3 separate regions of the Mus musculus genome follow, and regions 2 and 3 are each linked to region 1. A link is a contact called in public promoter capture Hi-C data. All regions are on one chromosome and are shown on one strand. Each heading gives the region's core, a stretch centred on a gene start, on an enhancer-like site or on the middle of the called end of the contact. The rest is flanking DNA. Distances are from core to core; before and after follow the strand shown. Region 1 holds the start of Foxd1 (forkhead box D1). Region 2 holds the start of Isl1 (ISL1 transcription factor, LIM/homeodomain). Region 3 holds the start of Mcidas (multiciliate differentiation and DNA synthesis associated cell cycle protein).

Region 1 (2,921 bases), core at 254-2,753:
ACCCCGAGTGCGCCCGATGAGGCTCTCGATGGAGAAGGGCGAGCGTGCGAGCGCTGCGGCGCCCGGGCCTCCCGCCTTGACTGCGGCCGCCTGCAAAGGGCCGGGCAGGGCGGCAGCCAGCGCGTGTGACCGGTAGCCGAAGGCGGTCCGCGCCAGCTCGGCGGCCGCACCGGGAGGCGGCGGCGGAGGAGGAGGAGGCGGCGGGGGCGAGTGCGGATGGAAGGCGGCGGCGGCTGCCGCGGCGGCGGCAGCGAAGAGCGCGGAGGGCGGCGCGCAGGGTGGCAGCTGCAGGCCGTAGGCGCAGCCGTAGGCTCCGTAGCCGCAGGCGGGCGGTGGCGGCGGCGGCGGGAAAAGCGCGGCGCCCGGGTCCCCTGCGCCCGCCGCCGGCCCCGCACCGCGCAGCAGCAGCGCCTCGGCCGCCGCGTGGGGAGCGAGTAGCGGCTGGCGCTTGAAGCGCTTGCGGCGCCGCAGGAAGCTGCCGTTGTCGAACATATCTGCGGACTCCGGGTCGAGCGTCCAGTAGTTGCCCTTGCCCGGGTTGCCCGGTTCGCGCGGGATCTTGACGAAGCAGTCGTTGAGCGACAGGTTGTGACGGATGCTGTTCTGCCAAGCGGGGAACTTCTCCCGGTAGTAAGGGAAGCGGCTGCTGATGAACTCGCAGATCTCGCTGAGCGTCAGGCGCTTCTTGGGGCTCTGCAGGATGGCCATGGTGATGAGCGCGATGTACGAGTAGGGCGGCTTCACCAGCGGATTCTTAGCGCCCCCGCCCGTGCCCGCGCCCGTACCACCTCCCGCGCCGCCTCCCGCTCCGGCGCCGCTGCAGCCGCCCGACCCGGTCCCCGGGGCGGGCGCAGGACCCGGAGGCGCGGGGGACGCGGCGGGCCGGGAGGCCAGCAGCAGGTCATCGTCGTCCTCCTCCTCCAGGTCCTCGAGATCGTCCTCCCCGGCGTAAGAGCGCCTCCGCCGCTGGGCCGAGCTCGGCAACCGGGACCCGCCGCCGCCGCGGCCGCCGCCGCCCTCGTCGTCATCGTCCTCCTCCTCCTCGTCGTCCTCGCCCTCCCCCACCACGTCGATGTCTGTCTCCTCCGCGAGGCCGGAGGCATCGGACATCTCCGTGCTCAGGGTCATAGCTGGGGCGGCGCGGTGGCGCGGCGGCACATAGGGGCACCGGGCTCCCGGCTCCCTGGCCTCCCCAGGCCGATCCCGGAGCGGCGGACCCGGAGCGAGGACGCCACTCTGCGACGCGCGGCTGCAGGAGGTGGCTGGGGCCGCTCCGCTCCGCTACTTGGCGAGCAGGGCTGTGCGAGGTGTTTGCGCTCCCCGGCTCGGCGGGCACCGGGTGGCGGGCGCTCTAGACTTGACCTTTTCCACTGTGGTCCCTTTAGCCCGGTTAGTCCAGGAGGGGGTGGCTGGACCCTGGCGGGCCAGTCGGTGTCGGGCGCCCAGAAGGGCGCGGGAGGAGTGAGAATCTAGAAACGGAGCTCGGCAAGGCCAGGGCTGAGTCCAGAAGAGGGCGGACCTTGTCTGTGCTTATAGCAGAAGGGGGCCTGTCACATGGTGTGCACGTCAGAGCGCGGCCCAGGGAAGGAAAAGAAAGGCGAGGGAATCGGCGTGTAGGAAGAGAAAGTTCACCCGCAGGAGGGGCAGCAGCAAGAGTTGGAGACTGAAGCCCACTATTTCTTGCCAAGATATTGGCTATCCTGAATCCCACCCTAGCCAGCCGCGAGCCGACCCGAGAGCTACAGGAGTTCAAACCCCCAGCCTTATTCTCCCGGATTAGCCCTCAACCCTAATCTCAAGCGCTCCGGGGACGCTTCGATTGGACAACCCAGTGGCCTGTAGGAGTCATCCCACTGGGGACAACTGCTCTATGTGTGAGGTGCTCACTGGAATATTGAGCGAGGGAGTCTGGTAGGGTGTCCCAGCTCTCTGGACTGGGCCAGTCTCCGCCTGTGGAATCTGATGAAAAATCCCCCATTTTGAGCACGGTAATAATTGTTTATTGACCCTTTAACCCTTTCCCTTCGGTTCTTCTCCAAAGACGTTTGTTTTCCGCCATCTGTTAATAAAAATGCGGTTAGGCTGGCGTTTTGGTCATTTATCTGCAATTGAATGCCCTAGAGACTTGACAGCTAAACTAAGCCACTCTAATGAGAGCATCTCACAAATTCCATGGGAATAGAGCAAGCAATGGTTGAATGAGGAAAAGAAATAGAAAATTGTAATGAAAACCCAAACACACACAGAAATTACACATAGCAGCAACTCAAACACTGTTGAGATGTTAGGAAAAAGAGCGCTATACTTTTCAATAAAAGGTATTTCTAAAGGAGCATTTCACACTACTTTCTAAATACTGGAATTATTATAACTTACACACAGTGTTGTTCCGGAAGGATTGATAGTAGAAAGGACAGTAGCAAAGATGAACTTTGAGATCAATTTTTTATTTTGGAAAATACATTAAATGCTTTTTATACTCTTTTTTTTAAAAAAAAACCCGACTTTTAAATTTTAAATGCAGGATGCAACTCCACTCGATTCATTTTTCTTCCAAGTGGCAAGCTAATAGGGATGATTAAAGTATTATTCTGTTTTAAGGTCACCTGTGTTTACCACCAGCTAAATGTTTTGTTCTGGCTGGCGGGAAATCCGAATAATTGTGTAATCCGAATTCATTTTGATAGCCTAGCTTTCTGGATGTTTGCCTTTTCTGAGATGTTTCGATTTCAAATAGGGAACTTTGCCTTACCAGTTTAACTTTCTGGTTAAAATCGCCATTTGCCAAGAACTGAATAAAAATTCAATGGCTTTCTCTAGGAACAATCTCAAATGCTCTGTGTGTCATTGTATCAACCAAGTGTTTCTTACTTCCTGAAGTGACTTGTTCTAACTGGTATTCATCACAAAAATAAGCTGTT
Region 2 (2,921 bases), core at 142-2,641, about 18 Mb before region 1:
CCCTTCTACGATTCTGTTTGTAGCCTCTCTCTCTCTCTCTCTCTCTCTCTCTCTCTCTCTCTCTCTCTCTCTCTCTCTCTGATCAAAGTCCCTCTAGAAGCTCCGGCAGAAGTGTGGGAATTCTGTGTGTCCCCTAATAACTGCCTCTGAAAGACTGTAGATTTTGGGGAATCAGGAAAGAAATTATTGGCAAAAGTTACCGGTGAGATGCAGCCAACATCTCCTCCAGATGGCTTCCCCAGAGGAAACAAATTAGAAAGCTAACCTCAGGGGAGGGAAGTAGGCGCCCCACTCTTCTTTTGCAACAGACCCTCCCTGCTCACGCCTTCATACTAAAAGATTTAAAAGTCTCTAGAGAATATTGTAAAGTTGCGCTTATAATTACCAAGCCGTTTAAGGGCCCAGTGCACCTTTGCCTTAAAAAAGAGTGGACAACAGATCCATAGACAGACATGGACAACCCCACCCCACCCCCGTAAACTTTAGGGTCCTGCACTCTGACTCTAGATTAGAACACTTTCATGCTAGACTTAAAATTGAACAGGAGACCTCACGGGTCGGGAGGAAAGGAACCAACCTCGGAGTTAATTCGTTTTACCTTTTCGTTTGACCTTTGCGTTTCCAACCCGATTGTCCGCTAGGGAGACAAGCTCCCCTTTCCTCCCACCCCAAGTCTTTGGAGAGCTCAGATTGGGGAGTAACAGGGTCAACACGGTAGCAAGAAAAAGAAAAAAAGAAAGAAAAGAAAGAAAGAAAGAAAAAAAAGAACACAAAAACGAAGTCATAAAAAAACCCATTTCTTTTGGGTCTAACCGTCCTACTCCGGGTTTGTCCCCTAACGCGTAGCGCGCTGCTAGCTCCAGCAGATGCGCCCTTCCCGCAGGCAGCGAAATTGGCCAGCCCTGGGCTGTGCGCGCCAGCACGGGAGTCAGTGAAGGAAAGCGGCCCGTTCCAAGTGCCCCCCTTTTCCTGGAGCCCGGTAGGGACCCGCTTCACAGGAAGGACCTACCCACCAGCTACTCGCCACGGGCGGCAGAAAAGGGAGCCCCGAGCTCAGCGCAGCCCAAGGTCCGCGGGGAGCCCGCGGCGCTGGAACCCCAGGACACGACGCGGCGCGTCCGGGAAGGCGCGGGGAGGGGGTGGTGGACAAGGAGGCGGCGGCCGGGGACCCGGGCCACCCGGCGCCCAAGGAGCGACGTGGCCTCGGGAGGCTTAATCCTCTCCTGCGGGCTCGCCGAGCGGGCAGTGGCGCGCGGAGGCGCCGGGGCTGAAATATGATAATCAGAACAGCTGCGCCGCGCGCCCCGCAGCCAATGGGCGCGGCGCTCGCCTGACGTCCCCGCGCGCTGCGTCAGACCAATGGCGATGGAGCTGAGTTGGAGCTGAGAAGTTTGAGTAAGAGATAAGGAAGAGAGGTGCCCCGAGCCGTGCGAGTCCGCCGCTGCTGCTGCGCCTCCGCTCTGCCAACTCCGCCGGCTTAAATCGGACTCCCAGATCTGCGAGGGCGCGGCGCAGCCGGGCAGCTGTTTCCCCCAGTTTTGGCAACCCCGGGGGCCACTATTTGCCACCTAGCCACAGCACCAGCATCCTCTCTGTGGGCTATTCACCAATTGTCCAACCACCATTTCACTGTGGACATTACTCCCTCTTACAGATATGGGAGACATGGGCGATCCACCAAAAAGTAAGAAGCGGTTTAACCTTGTGGGGCTTGGTGTGCTGTTGTGGTGTGGGGGGGTCTCTCTCAGGCACCGATGACAGGGCTCTTTGGATTTGTAGTCACTGCCTGGAGAGACAGAAGAGAAGGTGGTCCTTTTGTTGTTGTTGTTGCTGCTGCTGTTGTGTGTGTGTGTGTGTGTGTGTGTGTGTGTGTGTGTGTGTGTGTGTGTGTGTGTGTTTTCTTCTTGTCACGCTTGCAGCTTGCATGTTTGGTGTGAATTCCGATCTTTGAGAAACTGATCATACCTTGTGTTTGAATGCTCTGTGCCCTCCCAAACTCTAGCCGCCTGCCCGGTGCTTAGCGGTGATTTCCTCCTCCGGATTCCGGAGCTCTTGGAGAAGTTATTATGTAGCAAAGGTCTGCCTGCACAAACCACACCGGCAGATATGAATTAGCATTAGACTTGCAAAAGAGAGCGAGTGACAACTGTATTGATGTCTACTCTTCTAACAATATCCATTCCCGCGTGCTATTGAAGAACGTGCTTCACGGAAAATATAGACATCCCAGCGTTGCTTTAACGCTTCTAGTCAAAACCTTTTCTTTGACATGACTTATCCATAATCTTGCCTAATGATTATAGCAAAGAGGGAGGAGGGAGAAAACACAAAATGAGCGGGTTTGATTGCGTGCTAAGCTTACAATGTAGACTATTCAAATCTGCGTTTTACATATATTCCACCTCCCTTTTTAAAAAAGCGAGTCAAGGTTTTGATGGCACACTCCAATTACCATCCCAAAGTGCAATACTCTTTAAGGGAAGAACAAGAAAAAAAAAAAAAGGGAAAGAAAAAAATTCTTCCAGAATACACCCTATAAGAGAACGACACTAAAAGTGTGTTTATCTCTGTAGGAAGTAAACGGTTAGTCAATCATGCATTTATTTTCATTTCAGAAAAACGTCTGATTTCCCTGTGTGTTGGTTGCGGCAATCAAATTCACGACCAGTATATTCTGAGGGTTTCTCCGGATTTGGAGTGGCATGCAGCATGTTTGAAATGTGCGGAGTGTAATCAGTATTTGGACGAAAGCTGTACGTGCTTTGTTAGGGATGGGAAAACCTACTGTAAAAGAGATTATATCAGGTATGCCATTTTTACAGGGTTATTTTCTGAGATTTCTTGGCTCTCCTTGTTTATTATTTGATGTGCCTTTGTTTTGTTTTGTTGTTTTTAGAGGGAGGGAGAACGTTTACTTTAGA
Region 3 (2,921 bases), core at 279-2,778, about 15 Mb before region 1:
GGATTCTGGGTAGCCACTCCCACCACTTACCTTAAGAGTCTACTCCTGGACACCCCCTGTTTGGAATCACTCTGAGTTCTCCCCAAGGTTGTAAAAGCCTGGGAGTGGAGTCCTTAGAAATGTTACTCAACTAATACCTCGCGGTGCTCACAAATTCAGCAGAGTTCTTCTGTAAGGGGCCTGTTCCAGTGGGCTTAATGGTCCCAGCACTTGTTGTTAGAAAACTGGAAGTACCTCTTCCTGTGGATTTATCCTTCACCTGGATAAGACTACCTGTCCTTCTGGACACTTCATGTCCCACCAAAGAAGCATCAAGCCCTTGGCTTCTAAGGCACCAGAGCTGAGAGGTGCCTCTGACTGGGATGTGTCAGCGATGGCAAGATGTGGAAATTGGATGAGTTAAGATGACATATTTAGAAGGAAGGGGAGGGGGAGTCTCTCTTCCTCAAGACGGCAAGAAACTAGAATTTTGCGGCGAGCAGAATAAGATTTTTTAAGCAGCCAGATGCCCAACGTCCATCTCTGAAGATGGACCGTTTTCCACTAGCTTGTTTACAGAGTCCTTTGTCCGTTTCCCCCAGTGACTTCCATACTTCTTTAGTACCCATGAAATACAAATGGTTCCCGAGGGCCTGGAAGTGGGTGACAAACAAGACAGTTATTCTATTCACAGCTCCTCGGCCCACCAGCTCCAAATTGCCTTGTTCATATGAATGACAAGGGGCCCTGCAGTAAATGTCAGCCAGACCGGCTCTGGAAACGAGAACTTAAGCACATACTACAAGGGAGGGGAAAATTGGGGTCTAGGAGGTTTGGCTTGCTGCACTCTGCTCAATGCACCTGTGCTCCCAGTCCATCTTGAGACCTTTGAGGAAATAAACCCATCAGTTTTCTGGTTGGGTGGTTGGGTCGATAGTTGGCTGTGATCCGCTCAAGGGAAAGAGTACCTGCGACGCGGACGAATCACCACTAGGAGACGCTTCGGTTCCGAGCAGCGAGGTGCAGTCGGCGAGGTCCTGCAGGTCTATGGTTGTGAGAGCTGCGCGGGGGAGATCGGGAGACAGGCACCCAGCGAACCCTAAGCCTCTGCCAGGTCGCCACCAGGACCCTCAGTGAGGACCTCGGAACCAGGGGGAGAAGGGGCTGCGGACCGTGTGCGCGTCACCCACCCGGCATGGATAATCGGGTTGTGCAGGTGCCTCGGGGCTCACCTGGCAGTGGGGCGGGCTCTGCGTCCGGAGGGTCCTCGTACACCGCCACCGGGCTGCCGCCACCGCATCCCGAAAAGGACTTCCACGAAGGAACGAACTGGCCAGGCACAGAAACGGGGGATGCACATGGTCAGCGTTCGGAGCGCCGGGCTGGCAGACTCTCCCAGAGCCAGGACCACAGCGGGAGGATCCCCACCTTCCTCTCCGGCTTCCCGGGCTTGCCGAGGGTCCGCCGCGACAGGTCCAGCATCCTGTTGGGGCAGATGCTGTCGAAGGCCCGGCGTCCGGCTGCGCTGCCCTCGCACGCTTGCATCCTGGGATGAAGACCCACACCCAGTGCCGCGGCACCTGTCGGTGCCTGAGGCGGGCGACGGCGCGTGGAAGGGGCAGAGAGGGAGGGCCTGGAGGACAAGGGCTGTGCGGGAGGGGCGGCTCGCGCCTGAGCGCCAGAGGTGGCGCCTTCAGCCCGGGACAATCTGCGCGCGGGCGGAGGCGTTAACCAACCTGGCAACCTGGCTTCCCCCGGGAGCTGTGAGCGCGGGGCCCGGGCCCGCGAGCGCCCTTTGGCGCCGCGGCATCTTGGCCGCGCCAGGCGAAAGGGGGCGGGGATAGGAGAGAGAGCGCAGATGCCACCACCGGTCCCTAGCCTTCCAGTTTGCGGACCGCGGGGATGAGAAAAGTTAGCAATTCTTTGATTTTCTTCTTCCCACTCTAAAGACAAAGCATACAATAAATGTGGAGTGACCGTCGCCAGACTCCCGGAATTTGCCTATCAGGTTCTAGTAGGGAAATAAAGGGTTCTCCCAGGTCAGCCTCTAGATTACAGAAACTGCCCTTAAATCTGAACAGTACTTTGGATTTTGACGTATGGATTTCATTTGATCTCTCATTCTCGCCTACTGCCAAAGCTCTGCTCTGTACTCTAGCCTTGTAACTTTCCCGGAAATGGTGGTGCCTAAGCACATCTTTTTTTAAGGATCAAGAAAAGTGACAGTACTGAAGCAGAGTACTGAAGCCAGTTTGAATCTAGCTTGAGCTGCGTGCTGGCTCATAGGCCAACCTGCGCTAAAAGTGTGTCTCAGGGAGGAAAAAAAGAAAAGGAGAGGATAGGAGAGGGGAGGGGAGGGGAGGGGAGGGGAGGGGAGGGGAGGGGAGGGGAGGGAACGAACATTTATTCCAGTATCTGAAAAACCCTACTGTGGACATTTGCAAATCCCCTAAAATTCTGGTGGCTTCGCTGACTATCTCAGCATTTGGCTGTCTTCTTTACAGCTGGCCTCTCCTCCTACACAGATCTCTTCAAGTCAATTCTCTCCCAGGAAGAAGCATCTTCCAGAATCTGAGTCTACTAGAAAAAGACATCTCTCAGAATAGAGCATCTTTGGATGAAGGGACCTTTTGGGGGACCACCCAGATCAGTCCAATGTAAACAAGCATCTGAAATAGAAATTTGTGTACCTTTCTGCTGGGCACCTTGCTCTTGCCCTATATCAAGTAATATATGTGAAAGACCTTTTGATTTGCACCCATTAGCTGAATTAAGAATCAATATATTCTTAGCAGTGGTGGATAATGGGTGAAAAGACTTAGAGACACCTATTTATAAGAACTGAGTTAAGGTGTGCATCTGAGCTGTGAGGTTGTGGGGTGTGTGTGAGAGAGAGAGAGAGAGAGAGAGAGAGAGAGAGAGAGAGAGAGAGAGAGAGACCG

What was found. Promoter capture Hi-C pulls out the DNA fragments that hold promoters and counts their contacts.
Region 2: a promoter capture Hi-C map of cranial neural crest shows a contact between it and region 1. The contact joins the promoter of Isl1 here to the promoter of Foxd1 in region 1. A contact is called at or near these places in 2 of 39 promoter capture datasets (cranial neural crest and maxillary cranial neural crest).
Region 3: a promoter capture Hi-C map of cranial neural crest shows a contact between it and region 1. The contact joins the promoter of Mcidas here to the promoter of Foxd1 in region 1. A contact is called at or near these places in 2 of 39 promoter capture datasets (cranial neural crest and frontonasal cranial neural crest) and 1 of 484 Hi-C or Micro-C datasets (embryonic stem cells).

What each region holds. Positions count from the first base shown.
Region 1 is chr13:98,352,827-98,355,747 of GRCm38.p6, reverse strand. Foxd1 (forkhead box D1) reads right to left here and starts at 1,503. Exons shown (of 1, transcript NM_008242.2): 1 at 1-1,503. The coding sequence starts at 1,128.
Region 2 is chr13:116,308,158-116,311,078 of GRCm38.p6, reverse strand. Isl1 (ISL1 transcription factor, LIM/homeodomain) reads left to right here and starts at 1,391. Exons shown (of 6, transcript NM_021459.4): 1 at 1,391-1,684; 2 at 2,616-2,805. The coding sequence starts at 1,657. RefSeq lists promoters at 1,214-1,592, 1-1,594.
Region 3 is chr13:112,992,475-112,995,395 of GRCm38.p6, reverse strand. Mcidas (multiciliate differentiation and DNA synthesis associated cell cycle protein) reads right to left here and starts at 1,528. Exons shown (of 7, transcript NM_001037914.3): 1 at 1,408-1,528; 2 at 1,212-1,308; 3 at 948-1,039. The coding sequence starts at 1,524.